2 separate regions of the Sus scrofa genome follow, and region 2 is linked to region 1. A link is a contact called in public Hi-C data. All regions are on one chromosome and are shown on one strand. The core of a region is the stretch at or near the end of the contact, and the rest is flanking DNA. Distances in the headings are between cores, read along the strand shown. Region 1 overlaps SESN2 (sestrin-2). Region 2 holds the start of EPB41 (protein 4.1).

Region 1 (7,435 bases), core at 2,288-4,787:
GGGGACCACACAAGGCAGTGGGAACACTGAAGTCAGACAGCCATGTGGGTGGCTACTCAACAGAGAGGGCTTCAGGCGAGTTGTAAAGAGAGAATGATCACCTCAGCTCAGTGCCTGGCTCCTGATCTAAGTGCTCACCAAAAGTTACCTTTCCTGTTAGCTTAGGCACTGGCACACCAGTTCCAGCTAACCTTCATCAGTTTGGGGGTGGGGGGCGGGGGGGTGTCTCTCTATTCTGCACACAAAGAAAGATTAAGGTTCCAAAGGTCAAGCATCAGCTGACAAGTGGCCAATCTGAGATGTGAATCCAGCTCAGTCTGGCTTGCAAGGGTTCTATCCACCACCCGGATCCGCCTCTTGGAGTAGCCTCAGGCTTTACTCTAGGGATCGGAGGATCTGGAGACTACAACCCCCAGGACTGAGCTATGGACACCTTTGAAGTCACTCTGCAGTCTGATAAAGGGCAGAAACTCCCCTCCCCATGGGCTGCTGAACTCAGATACTTGCCTGGGTTTACACCTGAAAGAGACACAGAACCCACGCAGCTTCGGACCTCCAGCCATACACACGTATGCCCACCATGGGCTAGGCACTAGGCTAAGTGCTTCACACTTGATCTGGCCAATCAAGATGTCTCACAACCACCTGGAGGAAAATGGGTCTTCTTATCCCTACTTCAGAGACAGCTCCTTGAGGCTCTTGCAGAGTCCTGTTCCAGACAGGCAGAGCTCAGATCTGACTTCAAAGCCTGCACAGTTCACAAGGGTCAGCTAAGCTAACAAGGCACAAAGAGTTACAAGCACTTATTAGATGCTAAGAACAGTGCTAGGGATGGGACCTACAGAGTGTTTCTTATCTAGCACGGGGGACAGAGAAGAAAGGCCTGATTACACAACTGTTACACTATAATTGGGATAACAGCTCCTACAGTGAAGAAGGGGGACAGGAAGCAGGTATGCAGAGAGACTTATCTGGTGGGAGAGGAAAGACTTCTCTGAGGCAGTGATGTTTGAGGAAGTGATTCTAGAGCCCATTAGGGCTTTGAGAACGTACTACCAGTACTGGAGTGAAGCGTCTAAAGGCCTTGACCTGGTGAAAGAGCGTGTGGTGAAGTGATGGAGTTGAGGGGCCTGCACCTTCCTTGCACATACTTGCCTGACTTCCCTTGGGTTTTGGGTACCTGGCTCTGTAAGTTCAGCACCCTGTTGTCATCTAAAGATTATGCTTAAAGCAGACATCTTCTTCCCTAGGTTCTCTTTTCTTGAGCAAGAAGAATATGTAGAAAGAGTTCAGACATTGCCAGCTTCCCCCATTCCCTCCTGCTGTTGACAGCTGGCTTCCACCTAAAGGCCACGCCCTCAGAGCCTGCTCACAGCATCTGGGTGCTCTCTTCTCCCCTGATCACTTCCCCGACACTGTCCCAAAGAGGGATGGGCCACCTCTCACCTCAGGCAGGAAGGATGGGCTGAGACACCCCCATGTGAAATACTCTGGGGAAGGGAAATGTGTACTGTGGCCACATTCTAACAACAGCTAGCATGTGTGATGCATGACGTGGTTTCTATGCTCCAGGTACTGTTCATCGGCCGTTGCATATACTCCCAGTTAATTCTCCCAACAAGCCCTGGGAGATGACTGAATCCCCATGGGAGGAAGCTGCTGATCAGAGAAATGGTTGCTTGGTCAGGTCACACAGCAAATAAGTGGGAGGGCTGGGACACGAGCCGGGAGCGCACCTGCTCTAGTGCCCAGGTGCTCTTAATAAATAAAATTACCTCTATTTTTTCACAAAGAAGGAAACAGACTCAGACAGTAAGGTGACTTGGTCAAAGTCATACAGCTGAGAAGTGGCAGGCACCATTCTCCTCTTGAGGCTCCTAAACCATGGTAGGAAGGATAATAAGCTAACAGAAAACCCTGGACCCCCCAAAAACATGCTGCTCAGAGAAGGGCAGAGGTTTTCCCAGGGTCACAGTTTAGGACTAGCACTTGTCTGACTCTCAACCCCAATAAGACACTTGCACCAGGCTCTAGGCTGGAAACTAAAGCAAAGCTCCGTGTTATGCCAAGCACACTTGGCAATCCGAGAGACATGCAAGCCAAAGAATGAGCTACTCTGTGGGATTAGTGAAGGAAGCCTCTCTATAGCCCCTCCTAGGCCTCAGTTTTCTCATCCTGTAAAGGAGGGCTTATAGCATAGCTCATATTTTGCTAGTTTAGTCCTGAGGACTCAGAGAAAAGGCAAAACCGGAGCCTGGCATCAAGTAGGTGCATAAAAAGTAAGATGTCCATTGTCCGTGGTGGTAGTAATGGGGGAGGGGTGTCAGATTTGGTCCAGCTGTATTCATTCTCAGCCTCACTGCAAAGAGTGTCCCCGCGAAACAAACTTCTGGGACGTCAGACCACTTAGTAGGGGGCAGCCAAGTCGGCGCTTGGCTTCGGGAGCCTCCGCCAGGGTTTTCCCCCTCTCCCTCGAGCTTTGGCCGCGGCGCACCCGGCAGCCAGCCAAGGCCCCAGAACGCCCGCGCCCCCATTCCAAATCTAGAGTGCAGGTGGGGGCGGGGGTGCAGGTAGAGAAGGGGGACGAGGTCGACCTTCGTTGGCCAGCCTCAAGTGCACCAATCCCCGCGCGGGGGCATTGGAGCGGGCACGTATCCTACCTAGAAACAGTTCCTCTGCCCGCCAGCCCCAGCCTGGAGGAGGGGATCTGCGAAAGGGGGCGGGGAGGAGGAGTGGTCGGGCCGCAGCGCCGGGATTTGCCTGGACTTGAAGACTCCCTCGACGAGGGCCCAAATCCAAGATAACGTCGAGAAGGCTCCCCTCTCATTGGCCGGGAGTCCGAGCGAGCCTCGGAGGGCTCTACAGCCCGGGGGGGAGGGGGAGGAGGCGGAGAGGGCCGAGGCTGCCAGTTGATGCAACCCCACTCCGGGTTACCGGCTCCACTCTCCGTCCTCGAGCCTAGGGGTTCACAGACTCAGCTCAGGACAGACCAAAGCTCGGACGCAGCTTCGGTTCAAGGGAAGGGTGGCGTCATTTGGCCCCTGCTTACCTCTCCAGCCCCGGGCAGGTAGCCCTTAAGCTCCGCGCGGCACTCGGAGTCCGCAACGATCATGGTGTGCGCCAGGACCCAGCCGCGGCTCGCCGACCGCCCGTGCACCCGAGGGGGTTTCGGACGGACGAGCACAGGAAGCCGGGACTGGGGGCCGCTGGGGAGGTTCTAGAGCCCCCGGGGTGTCTCTCGGGGTTCCAGAACGCTCCGAAAGCCCAGGATCCGGGAACCGCCGCCTCTGCGCTGGACTCCCCGCTCGTCTGGCTTCTGGAGGGGTAAATGACCTCTGGAGCCTGTGATGGGCCGCGGCGTAGGGGTTTTCACCGTGCGGATCACCTCGGAAGTCCGCAGTGGCCAGGGCTGCTCGCAAACCCAGCGCTCCTCAGCATCCCCGCCGCGGAACTGCCAGCGCTCACCCGGCTCCGACACCAGCAGCGCCGCTCTGCCCGCTGCGGTCCCCGGGGAAGGGCGGGGACACAAAAGCCCCGCGCCGCAGCCAATCAGATGCCTGTTTCCCGGGGAGGCGGGGGCGACACCTCCCTCGGGAGCTGACGGCTCATCCAATCGGCACCGGGAAGCGCCCGGGAACTCTGGGAGCTGTAGTCAGTCTGGACGAATGCTGCAAACTTTTGCAAGAGGGATTAGTCAGATTGCTGGCAATACCAGATGAGAGTGACAGCCCGGAGAGTCATTAGAGCTGCGTGATGAAACGGGACATCACCGGGCTGGGCCGAAGAGCCGGGTGTGAAATCCCTCCCAACTACGTTCTTCAGCTTTTCAGTTCCTGGAGGGACTGGTTCGGGTTAGGAGAGGTAGTGCTAATTACAGAGCTGAACGCCAGATCTTTGGAGATCACAGCACTCAGTCCTGTTCCTCTGGCCTCCGGGAGCGCTCCGCCTTAAAATGTCCCAGACACAGGGAATCCAGCTTATTTGTGGACTCTTTGGAAAGGCCTTCATTCACTGAAATGCCCTTGGGAACCTCAATCCCTATGGCAGTTTCCGTCTTCTGTTCCCTTGGGGCCTTCCCACCCGGTCTTCCATTCTTGCCACCCCTCTTCTAAAAACTTCGTGACAAGGTATTCTGCTGGGTTTTTTTCTCACCTCTCTCTGGCCACTCCTTCTCTGACTCCTCTTTCTCTTCCTACCTCCTGGAACATGGGTGTTCCCCCAGTTTCTGTTTTCATCCCTTCTCTCTCCAGACACACTCTCCCTCTCTGATCTCATCCATTTCCTGGCCTTCAACTCTCCATTTGGGAGTCTCTTCTACCAGTACCTCAGCACCTCAAAGCTAAATTTGCCTTCAGGAGTTCCTGTTGTGGCTCAGCAGTAATGAACCTGATTAGTAATGAATCTCTGAGGACTAATGATCGACAGGGTTGGATCCTGCCCCACTCACTGGGGGTTAAGGATCCATGTTGCCGTGAGCTGTGGTGTAGGTTGCAGACGCAGCTCAGATCCCGCATTGCTGTGGCTGTGGTGTAGACCCACAGCTGCAGCTCAGATTCAACCTCTAGCCTGGGAACCTCCATATGTCACAGGTACGGCCCTAAAAAGCAAAAATTAATTAATTCATCTTCTCTTGTCCCCTTCCCACCACCTTTTCCTTCACAATTTTTCCTCAGAGCTCCACTTTTTGTTTCAATATTAAAGTCATTTTTTACTCAGGATAGAGAATACCTATCCCGAGTGAAGGTGGAATGGACGACCTCCTATGTCCCCCCTGGGGTTTTCCCAGTCTAGGTTTAGGGTTCCAAAGATGACCCTCTGACTTGGTCTCCTGCCTCCAGCCTCCCGGGTTAGGTAAATTAATCTCACTCTCTACTGACACTTGGGCTGGGGTTCTATTACAACACTTATCACAAGTCTACCTTGGATTGTATTTTTCTATGTGCAAGTCTTATCTGACCCTTTTGATTATAAGCTCCTTGAGGGCAAGGTCCACACCTTGACATCTTTGTCTTCTGCCCTATGCCAGTGAGCACAATGTCCTGCCAATAACATGCCCTTGTTAAAACTAAATCTTCCTTTGAATTGAATCCCCTCTAAATCACCTTCTCTAATTATGTCAGATTCAGCTTTTATTTTTAAAAATATCCTTTGTAATATCAATGTTTACATCAGCTTTACTGGCATTTCATCAGCTACAGATAAAGGTTAAACCCCTTGGTTGACATTCAGTATCTGCCAAGATCCGCCTCAGTTTACATTTCCAGCCTTATTCCTGCCACCTCCACGATCCTTGTTTGGTCTTCAAGCCTTTCGCTCTGCAAATCTCTGCCCGCTGAAATCCAACCCACCATTCATTAACTTTATTGGTAAATTGTGACCAGAGTGAAGGCATCTCTTCCAGTCTTCAATACCTCAACACATTGTTGTTACCTTTGTGTACCTCTGGTCTTCAGATTTGATGCAGCCTTGTTATCACGTCTGCATGTCTTACTCCTTCTCTCCAACTAACAATGGAATAGGTTACTGACCACTTTTGCAAAATGAGGAAATTTGAGCTCAGGAAAATAAAATTTCATGTCAAAGTCATACAGTGTCTTCTTTTGACTGCACCAGACTGTGTGAGAGCCTCTTTAGGGCAGGAAATGTGCCTTACAGTTTCTCTCTCCCCCACTAATATGTAGTGAGTCCTCAGGAAATACTTTCGAATGAATGAATATGAGTTGCTCTCCTCTGTGAAATGACCCTTTAGAGTCTTCAAGGAAGCAACTAAGTCATTCCTAAGGCCTCACTTCATTAGTGAATTTGTGAAAAGCAAGAGATAATGATATTCTCAATTGGATGAAATTTTGTGACCCAATCTCCTTGGAAGGAAAGCTGGGAAGGGGCACAGATACTGCTTTTTACCAAGCTCCAACAAAAGTCCAGGATACACCTGTTATCCCAGGTAACTCACCACAACCTCATGAAGTAGGCACTAGGCCCCTCTTTGACAGATGAGGATGCTGAGGCTTAAGAGATATGCTGGCCAACATCAGTAATGTGTTGAGTAAGGATTCAAAACCAGACAGGAATGGCTCCAAAGCAGAAACTCCACTCCACCACTGATGAGAGAAGGACCTGGATATGTATGAAGCATGAGACACAAGAAACAGATGTGTAAAGCAGAACTCTAATATATTAATTGGGAGTGAGAAACATAATTGGGCCTATAACTGGGCCAGTACATACCTCTTTCTAAAACAGCCTCCATGAAAAGCCAAATTATCATCTGAAGGTGGCTAGGCAGTTGGAATCTGAGCAAAAGGAACCTGTGAGAAGATGAATCACTTCAACCAGCTCCCCACAAAGCAAACCTGCTGGCTGGGGCTCCAGCTTCTTTCCTCTTTCTTTCATTCAGTAAACATTTATTGACCATCTGGTGTGTTCCAGGCACTGTCCTGGGCTCTGGAAATCCAGCGGTGAAGCTTCCAGCCCAGGAGAACATGGCTAGGGGACATGGCCTGGGCTTGTTCCTCCCCTCCCCCACACCTTGTATTTTTGGCTCAGGCAAGATCCACCTCCTGTTGCCATACTCTCCACTGTTGCATCAGCTATGCTGAGGCCACTGATTGGCCAAAGCTTTTTTTAATTCCTCAATCACATTCCAGTCCTGAAGTTACCACTAGATTGGATTTGAGATGTTGAGGTTTCTTCAGCTTCAGACCCTCTCACAGATTTTAACCCTCATGGGATTATCATGTGTTCTGTATTCAGTCTTCCTGAATTAATTTTCTAATCCCAAATTCTGGGGTCACTCTGCTATAATAGAATGATCTTATACCCTGACCAGACCTGGGGCTACGATTTCTCAGCCCAGATGTAATTTTCTGAGCTCTTATTGTTTTGCCACACCCTCCTCTCCCATCTCAGAATATAATTTCTGCCTTGGGGGAATTTCAGGAAAGAAACCCAACTCCAGCTGATTTATTTGATAAAAGCAAGGCACAGAATCAACCTCTGTGGCTCATTCACACATCATTCATTTAATTACTCATTAAGCAGACATTTGGCTAGGTGCTGAGGAGGTCCTTCTGGCTGACGAGTCCTGAGCTGTCAAATTATACAACCAACATTGAAATTGTCCCCACGGGTTGTGTATTAGGAGGCAGAACAACCACAGACTCTTGAAAACAGAGCCAACTATCTCCTAAAAGCACTGCCCAGGAGTCAGGCAACCAGTTTTTAGCAATGTGACCCCAAAATAATTTTTTCGGCTCTTAGAATCTGTTTCCTTACCTGGAAAACGAATTGAAATTAATGCTAACCCTCCAGGACCACTGTGGAGAGAACGGATGTTGGGCAATACTCATAATTCAGGTTCGTCGATTGTATCCTGAGGACAGAAATCTTCAGGTTTCAAAAAAAAAGCTCAACGCTCTTAATAAACAATATACCA
Region 2 (7,435 bases), core at 3,052-5,551, 520 kb before region 1:
GAGCTCAATGCCTGGTGTGTGGTCACTAATTAATAAATAGTGGTATATTCTTAGGGCTTTTCTCCAGCACATCACCAGGGAAAAGCATCTCAGCAGAGGAGCTGTCAGAAGGCTCCCTCCCCACAAACACACATCCAGAACTGCAGCTTTGGACCGAAAAATAACCAGCACCCACAATCTCACCGGATTCTACAAATGTCTCATCTCTTCTGACCTTCGCAATAACCCAGGAAGTAAACAAAGGCAAAATTATCACCATTCCCATTTATAGATGAGGACACAGAGGTGCAGGGACTCCTCTCTGTGTTCTTGGCTGCCCCCGTCACATCTCCAAGCCTAGTTAGGTGGTCAAGCCAGGATTCCAACTGGCGTCTGCCTGGATTTTGTTCTCCAGGTCTTTCTTTCCACTTTCCCTCCCGTCTCTGCAATACCAGCTGCCCAGCCCCAGAGAAGCCTTTGAACCTCTCCAACCTCAGTTCCTTCATCCAAAATAGTCAAACAGCCAGCCCAGGATCCAAGCTCTTCCTGACCCAGACTCTCCCTCCACAGGCTGAGCCACTGCTACCTGACCCCTTCTCTAACCCTTTACCCCATCGCCGACCTCAGCCACTCACCAGCGGGCCAAGGAATGTCTGCACTCAACTACACTAAACTCCTGCTTTACAGATAGAAAAACAGGTCCAAACTGGCCACATACCCAAGGCTGCCTTTCAGTGCCCAGCTCTTGCACCTGAGTGTGGTCAGGCAGAGCTGGCCCTCTGGAGAAACTCCCTGGGGGGCCCTGACCCACAAGGTGCTCCCTCTGCGCCTTTGCCCCCTCACTGGGCCCAGCCCGACCATCCCAGAACTTTGAGCTCACCCAGTAGGGGTCAGGCAGTTTCTGCAAGAAAGGGCTAAGCAGTGTGGAGGCTCCCCTTTGAGTTGAATCTGGGCTTTGGAGTCAGAGAGACCTGAGTTAGAATCCCAGCCCAGCTACTGCCTGCACTTCTGTGAAATAAGGATAACAGCTCTTCCCTCACAAGGATGTAAAGATTACATTAGTTAATGCTGCATACTAAGGGCTTGGCACAGAGTGCCATGCACAAGAAGTGCTCAAGAGGCTGCAGCTCTAATTCTGATTAGAGAGCACAGGACTGGGGGGCCCATCACCCCATTTTCTCTCCTCTTCTCACATGGGGTGAGAGTAGCCCCAACCAGGTCCTGGAGGCTGTAGTAACGGTACTAGAAGATCCTTAGAGACTCCAGATTCACCCAGCCCTCCCATTTCATATAAAGAGAAACTGAGATCCAGGAAAAAAGGGACTTCCCGCAGGCTATCAGGGAGTAGAATCCCGCCCCTTTTATTTATTTATTTGTGTGTGTGTGTGTGTGTGTGTGTGTGTGTGTGTGTGTGTGTGTCTTTTTGCCATTTCTAGGGCCGCACCCGCGGCACATGGAGGTTCCCAGGCTAGGGGTCTAATCGGAGCTACAGTACCTACACCAGAGCCACAGCAATACAGGATCCAAGCCAAATCTGCAACCTACACCACAGCTCACAGCAACGCCGGATCCTTAGCCCACTGAGCAAGACCAGGGATCGAACCTGCAACCTCATGGTTCCTAGTCAGATTCGTTAACCACTGAGGCAGGACGGGAACTCCCTGCCCCTTTTAATAAACATCATAATCTTAAGCTTGGGAGATTCTGTATCCCCCATCCCCCAGGGGACTATTATAAAGTCCCCCAACAAATCTCAGGCCACCATGACCTATATGATGAACGCTTTGTGGGTATCCCATTCAGCTCTTTGCCTAGCGAACCTGTGTATAGCACACAGTAGGTGCTCAGGAAATGCTTAGGGAATAACCCCCATGTAATCCCTCTGGTTCCGCAGCTCTATTCAGGCTCCCCCTCCAGGGGATCTCTCCTTGCATCTCCCTTCTTTGCTCTCACCCCTGCCAGCCTCTGTCTCAGATCCTACCAGCTGCACCCAACTCCAGCCAGCAGAGCTCTAGGCCTCCAGAGGCCTGTACAGCGTCAGCATCTTCCCAGCCAGGCTGGGATGTTTCTGCTCAGCACAGCCAGCCGGGCTCCCAGCCAGGGTCCACTCTGCAGAGGGGGTGCTGGCCTTGCCCTGCCAGAGGCCCCACCCCCATTGGCCTAGGGAGTGGGGCAGCCTGGGAGCTTCTATTGGCACCTGGGGCCTTCAGAAGGGAGGCCAGCCTGGCCTAGGCAGTTCAGAGATGGGCTGATCGAGAGACAGACAGGTGCCACCACACACCCAGGCACTCCACCCACATCCCACTGCTAGGACCTGGCAGGCCCTGCCTGACTCTCCTATATACACAGAGGAAACCTCAGGGCTTCCCCACTCCATTTCTTTCTGAAAACACCCCCACCCTAGAACACCACACACTCATTGCCTCATCTGATTCTGCTAATGCCTGGATTATTGACCAAGGAGGCACCTGGAGCTCAGAGAGGTGAAGTGACTCATGCAAGCTCACACAGCAAGGAAGTAGCAGGGCCAGGATTCAAACCCAGTTCTGCTGCATGCCAAGCCTACAGAGTACCAGAGGTCCCCTCTATTCCTCCTCTCTGCTCCCTACAGCTTCTGGATCCCCTTCTTCCCAAACCTTCCAGCCCCTCTGCAAAGTCCCTCCTCCCACAGTCCTAGTCAGAATTAACAGTTCCCACCTCCTGGCTGCTACAACATTTTGTTTACATGCACCTGACAGCAGAAGGGTACAGGAGTTATTTCAGGGGTGTCTGTCTCTCTGACACTCCGAAGGGCCCGAAAGGCAGGAAGTGACTCCAGTATGTGCTCCTTAGACCTGAGAGTCTATCTCCAGCCTCCCCCTCCCCCCATGCAAAAGTCCTCTGGTCTCCTCCTGTTGATACCCTCCCCATCTCCAGCCTCCAGTCAAGACTGGTCCCCAGGCCTGTAACTGGGATGAAGGTTGGGGACATGCCACAACTTCAGGGACTCTGCGCCAGAGCTATGGCCTCTCTCCTGGCCCCCCTCTCTTCCCTTCAGTATCTGAGCCGCTGCCCTGCCCCTGACACCAGACAGGGACTCCCAAGTCCCAGCCTAGGTAAGGCTCTCCCCAAGCCTCCTCCTGGAGAAAAGGGCTCCAGAAGCAGAGAAGGGGCTGCCTTCCTCCCTAATCCGGGAACTTGAGGGGTCACATTCAACCAGGAGAAGCTGCGCACTGGGAGTAACCTCCTCCAACCCTTCGTGATAGTCCCCCCCACCCCCAGTCCTTCCGGGGCTGGGCTGAGGTCGGTCTGGACAAATTCCCGCCTCCAGTTTGCTGGAGAAGTCCTATGCTACCCCAGAGAGGTGGGGTGTGCTGGAAAGTGTAGGTGAGGGCAGAAAACTCTTCGAGAAAGCCAGAGGACAGGGGCAGGGAAAGACTGGGTCATGCAGAGAGGAGATGAGTCACAAGGACCCGGGGGATGAGAATCAGAAGCCGGAACCAGAGCCCGACAGAGTCCGGCAGATCAGAGACGCAGAGAGAGAAGTCCCCTAGACCACGCCTGGAAGAGAGCATGTGCGGCCGGGGCGGCGACCGGAGAGCCACCCTGGCGGGCAGAGCCGGCGCCCCAGCTCTCGGGTCCCTGAGTCCGGAAACTCAAAGTCAGTTACGTAAGAGCCAGAGCAATCCAGGGGCCCCGGAGCCGGGTGCCCCTTCCCGCTGTGCGCCGCCAGCCCGCCCGCCTGCTCCGCGGGCGCTGCAGCCTGCCCGGCAGGAGCACGCGGGGCCTGACAGGGCGGGGTTGTGGGGGGAGCGCTTGTGCTGCAGCACTCCGCAGAGACCCGCCGGCTGGCACCCAACCCAGGACCCCCGCCGCAGACAGACCCGGGACCCGCTGGGACCGCCAACGCCAAGCGTCCAGCTTCGGACGCGAGCTCTAGGACCCCCTTCCTGTCGCCCCTGCCCTCCCTGCACCCTGAACTTCGAGACGCCCAGGCCCCTATGGACCTCCAGTTCGGAACTTGGAACTCGGGACTCCTAGAGCCCCCGACCCCGACCCTTAGAACCAGATATGTCCCCTCCCGTGGGACGGCCTGGGCCCTTGGGCACAGGTCCATCTGTTTGTCACCCCGTCCCTCCCGGGGGCCCGGGGTCGCCCCCCAGGCGGTCCAGGCTCACCTGGGCCGGACCGGGCGGAGACCTGGCCGGGCCGGGCCGGACCGCGTTCTCGCCCTCCGCCGCTCTCGCCCTTTAAGAGGTTCCTGCCACTTTGCCCCGCCGGGGGCCTCCACCTGCACTGACAGGGCAACTCTGGCTTGAAGCCCCGCCCCCGACCCGGGGCGCCTTCTGATAGGCGCAGACAACTGCCATTCGGTGGGGCGGCGGGGCGAACGGGGCAGGACAGAGTGAATGTCGCAACCGGGAAGGGGCGGGGCCTGCAGGTGCGGCCTGATGGTACGGCCAGCTGTGGGCGGTCGAGGGCTCACCCGTTGGGTCTGGGGAGGGTTGGGGAGGGAGTTCCTAGATTGGCTGGTGTGGATTCTGACGTCATACGCCTAAAGTATGATGCAATTTTCCACGTGGTGCTACCCCTAAGGGCTGGAAGGGAGACAGGGATTTGGTCATAGGGGACCTAGGGAAGCAACCCTGGCGAGGACACCTGGATGACCTGTCCCACCTGTGTGACCTTGAGTGAGTCACGTCTCTGAATCTTTCCTCAACTATGAATCTTAGAATGTCTTCCTGAGAATTAGCAGTATATGTTAAATGCCAAACACAGGTCTGGCACACAGTGGGTGGCATTCAGTAAATGTGGGCTTTCATTCCCCTTATTCCCATCTTGCCACTCTTTTTTTTTTTTTTTTTTTTTTTTTCAGGGCCTCACACGCAGCGTATGGAGGTTCCCAGCTAGGGGTCCAGTCGGAGCTGTAGCTCCTGGCCTACCAACAGCAATGCCAGATCTCAGCTGCGTCTGGGACCTATGCTACAGCTCAGCTCAGTGGATCTTTAACCCACTGAAGGAGTTCAGGGACAGAACCTGCATCCTCATGGTTACTAGGCAGATTCTTTACCCCTGAGCCATGAGGGCAACTCCTTGCCACTCTTCTCAAAGATTTTCCCCCTCCTGATCCCATCTGATCAGTGCTAAAAGGGGCTTGTGTGGTTACTGGTCCATGTCCCCTCCCCTCTCTACCTTATTCCAGACCTGTGCTCACATACCTCCAATGACAGGAAGCTCACCATCTTCCAGGCAGGCCTCCTTCATTTTAAAAACGTCCTGAAACTTCAAAAGCTCATTCAAAGTTTATGGCCAAATCTGCCCTTTAAGAGTTCTACCCACAGAGAACATACCTAATCCCCTTTCCACTTTGAGGAATCACAGAATCATAGAATCATAGAATTTTTCAGGTTGGAGAGCCATGGAGAGCTAATCCCTTTGGGGACAGATGGGGCAAACTGAAGCCTACTAAGGACAAATGACTTCCTATGACTTCAGTGGTCTTCCAATTAGATGGGCTCTGAAATCAGACTGCCTGGGTCTCAGTCCCCAGCATTGGCACTTACAAGCTGCCTGTCATTAAATGAAATAATCCAGGTAAAATACTAAGAACAGTGCCAGTCTCAGGGTGAGCATCCAAAAAGTGTTAGCATTTATTATGATTATTGATGTTAATGTTATATCAAGGTCATAAATTCATGTTTTGCCCCCCAAATTCACTGAAGCCTCCTCTGAGTCTTGTTGACAGTTTCAGGGCCCTGATCTCTGCCTTCAAGAGGCTCACAATCTAGCAGAGGAGGAGCTGACTCGGTCCCTAGATCTGGGGGTGGCATTCCAACAAAGATGGGCAGACTCTAATGCCCCAGAGAAACTTTAATTCCTTTGATGGAAATCTAAACACTCGAGACCCTTTCAATCCCTAGCCCAGTGGAATCCATAGGGAAAAATGTCACACCCAGGTTCCCAAAGACTATTAGCACACCTTTCACTTGTCCACACGCTCACCTGCCCACCAGATGGTATTGCCCAGTGGTTAGCGTTTGGGATTTGGAGGCAACTGAGTCCAAGCTCTTCATCTTATCAGCTTTGTACCTCTGGGCAAATCACTTTCCCTCTGAATTAATCATAGCCCTAACTTCATGTGGAGCTGTTTCGAAAATTAAATGAGTATGTGAAAATACATATGCAAATACCCAGTAATGGAGCGAGCATTATTTTTTAATTGCTCCCACATGTATTCGTGCACCCAAGAGAGAGCTGGCTGTGAATGCCTTAATTTAGCCTCAGCAAAAGGGGTTTCCCTCCCCCACCCCCATGCCTCCTCTTCGGACTCTCGTCCTCAATCGAAGAGGCGGGGCCAGGAGCATCCCGCAGCGGCCAGACTGGGCTGTTCTAAGGAGCCCCGCAAGCCGGTCCGCCCCGCCTCGTTGATCAGGGCGGGCACTTGGCTCCTCCCCTGTTAGGCAAGAGCAGCCTGTGGGTGACTCAGCAGCGACAACGCCTGCCCCGACCTGATAAGTGTGTGTGCCTGGGAATGTGTGTGTGGTGGGGGTGGCCAGGAAGGGTTCTGTGTTTTTGAGGTCGTGCGTGGGACGTACCTGTGGGAATGTGCTTATGATCTTGATCTTGTGCGTGTGTCTCTTTTCTGTGTATTTGGGGGGAGGGGGGAATCTATGGGTGTGACAGGGTGCCCTCGTTGGTGAGTTTGTACAGAGGGCGTGACTCTCAATGTGTTTGGCTCCCTCTGCCATATAAACAGGTTTCCACCCCGCCTTCCCGCCTCCCTGCCTCCCTCTCCCCCACCTCCCCCAGGCCCTGCCCAGGGCCGTGTCTGCCGAGACAGCTTGGGCTTCTTGTTGAGGTGACTTGTACGCTTGTGTGGGTAAAAGTCACTGGGTTGGGGGGCGGGAGGTGGGTGCTGGGGTGCAGTTGCTCTCACTGCCTGGAGGCCCCCTGCCCTACTGCCTTGCCTGTGAAGTCTCCACCTCCCACCCCAGACTCAGGGAGTCATTCGTTCCCTGAGATATTCGCTTTGGGAGGCCTCCAGAGGCATCACTGTTATTACCTGCATTCTCTCATTTGATCCTATGGGATCCTTAACATGTTCTGAAGGGTGCCTAAGAGCAGAAGTGACAGCCCAGGGTCACACAGCTCAAAAGTAATAGAAGGCATGAAGGTTACAGGCAGAGGGTAGTCTTTTTCCCTAGGTTGAGCGCCCAGTTTGCCTGGGGCCTGTGGGGGACTGATAAGCTGGGGGAGGGGGCAGGGAAACCAACCTGTTTGTGCCTCCCTCTCCTCCTCTGAGTTGCATGGGCCTCCAGCCAAGTCCTTATCCTGCCAGAGCCTGGGCACTGCCCTCAGCTGATGGGGTGATTGGGTTTTGAGTGATAAAGAGGCCAGGAGACAGGCTAGGGGGTTGGGGGGAGGGGGCAGAGCTAATACAGGGAGCATCTGACCAGTCCCCTGCTAAGTCTAGGAG

The links. A called contact is a pair of places that touch in the nucleus more often than the background predicts.
Region 2: a contact with region 1 is called in a Hi-C map of heart right ventricle, with 2.5 times the contacts expected there. The contact joins the promoter of EPB41 here to the enhancer-like site in region 1. A contact is called at or near these places in 4 of 47 Hi-C or Micro-C datasets (heart right ventricle, omental adipose tissue, retroperitoneal adipose tissue and 1 more).

The regions. Positions count from the first base shown.
Region 1 is chr6:85,323,328-85,330,762 of Sscrofa11.1, reverse strand. It overlaps SESN2 (sestrin-2), which reads right to left. Exons shown (of 12, transcript XM_021095666.1): 2 at 6,229-6,308; 3 at 3,050-6,117. The coding sequence starts at 3,112. Among named protein-coding and RNA genes, the nearest start is that of SESN2, 5.1 kb to the right of the region's middle. Within about 2 kb of position 3,537, at least 69 of the 83 cell types and tissues checked have an H3K27ac peak or open chromatin away from gene starts, as enhancers often do. A contact at or near this core is called in omental adipose tissue, retroperitoneal adipose tissue and subcutaneous adipose tissue, where this site is marked.
Region 2 is chr6:85,839,404-85,846,838 of Sscrofa11.1, reverse strand. EPB41 (protein 4.1) reads right to left here and starts at 4,301. Exons shown (of 17, transcript XM_021095721.1): 1 at 4,137-4,301. LOC106510640 (a long non-coding RNA gene) reads left to right here and starts at 4,984. Exons shown (of 3, transcript XR_001309282.2): 1 at 4,984-6,476.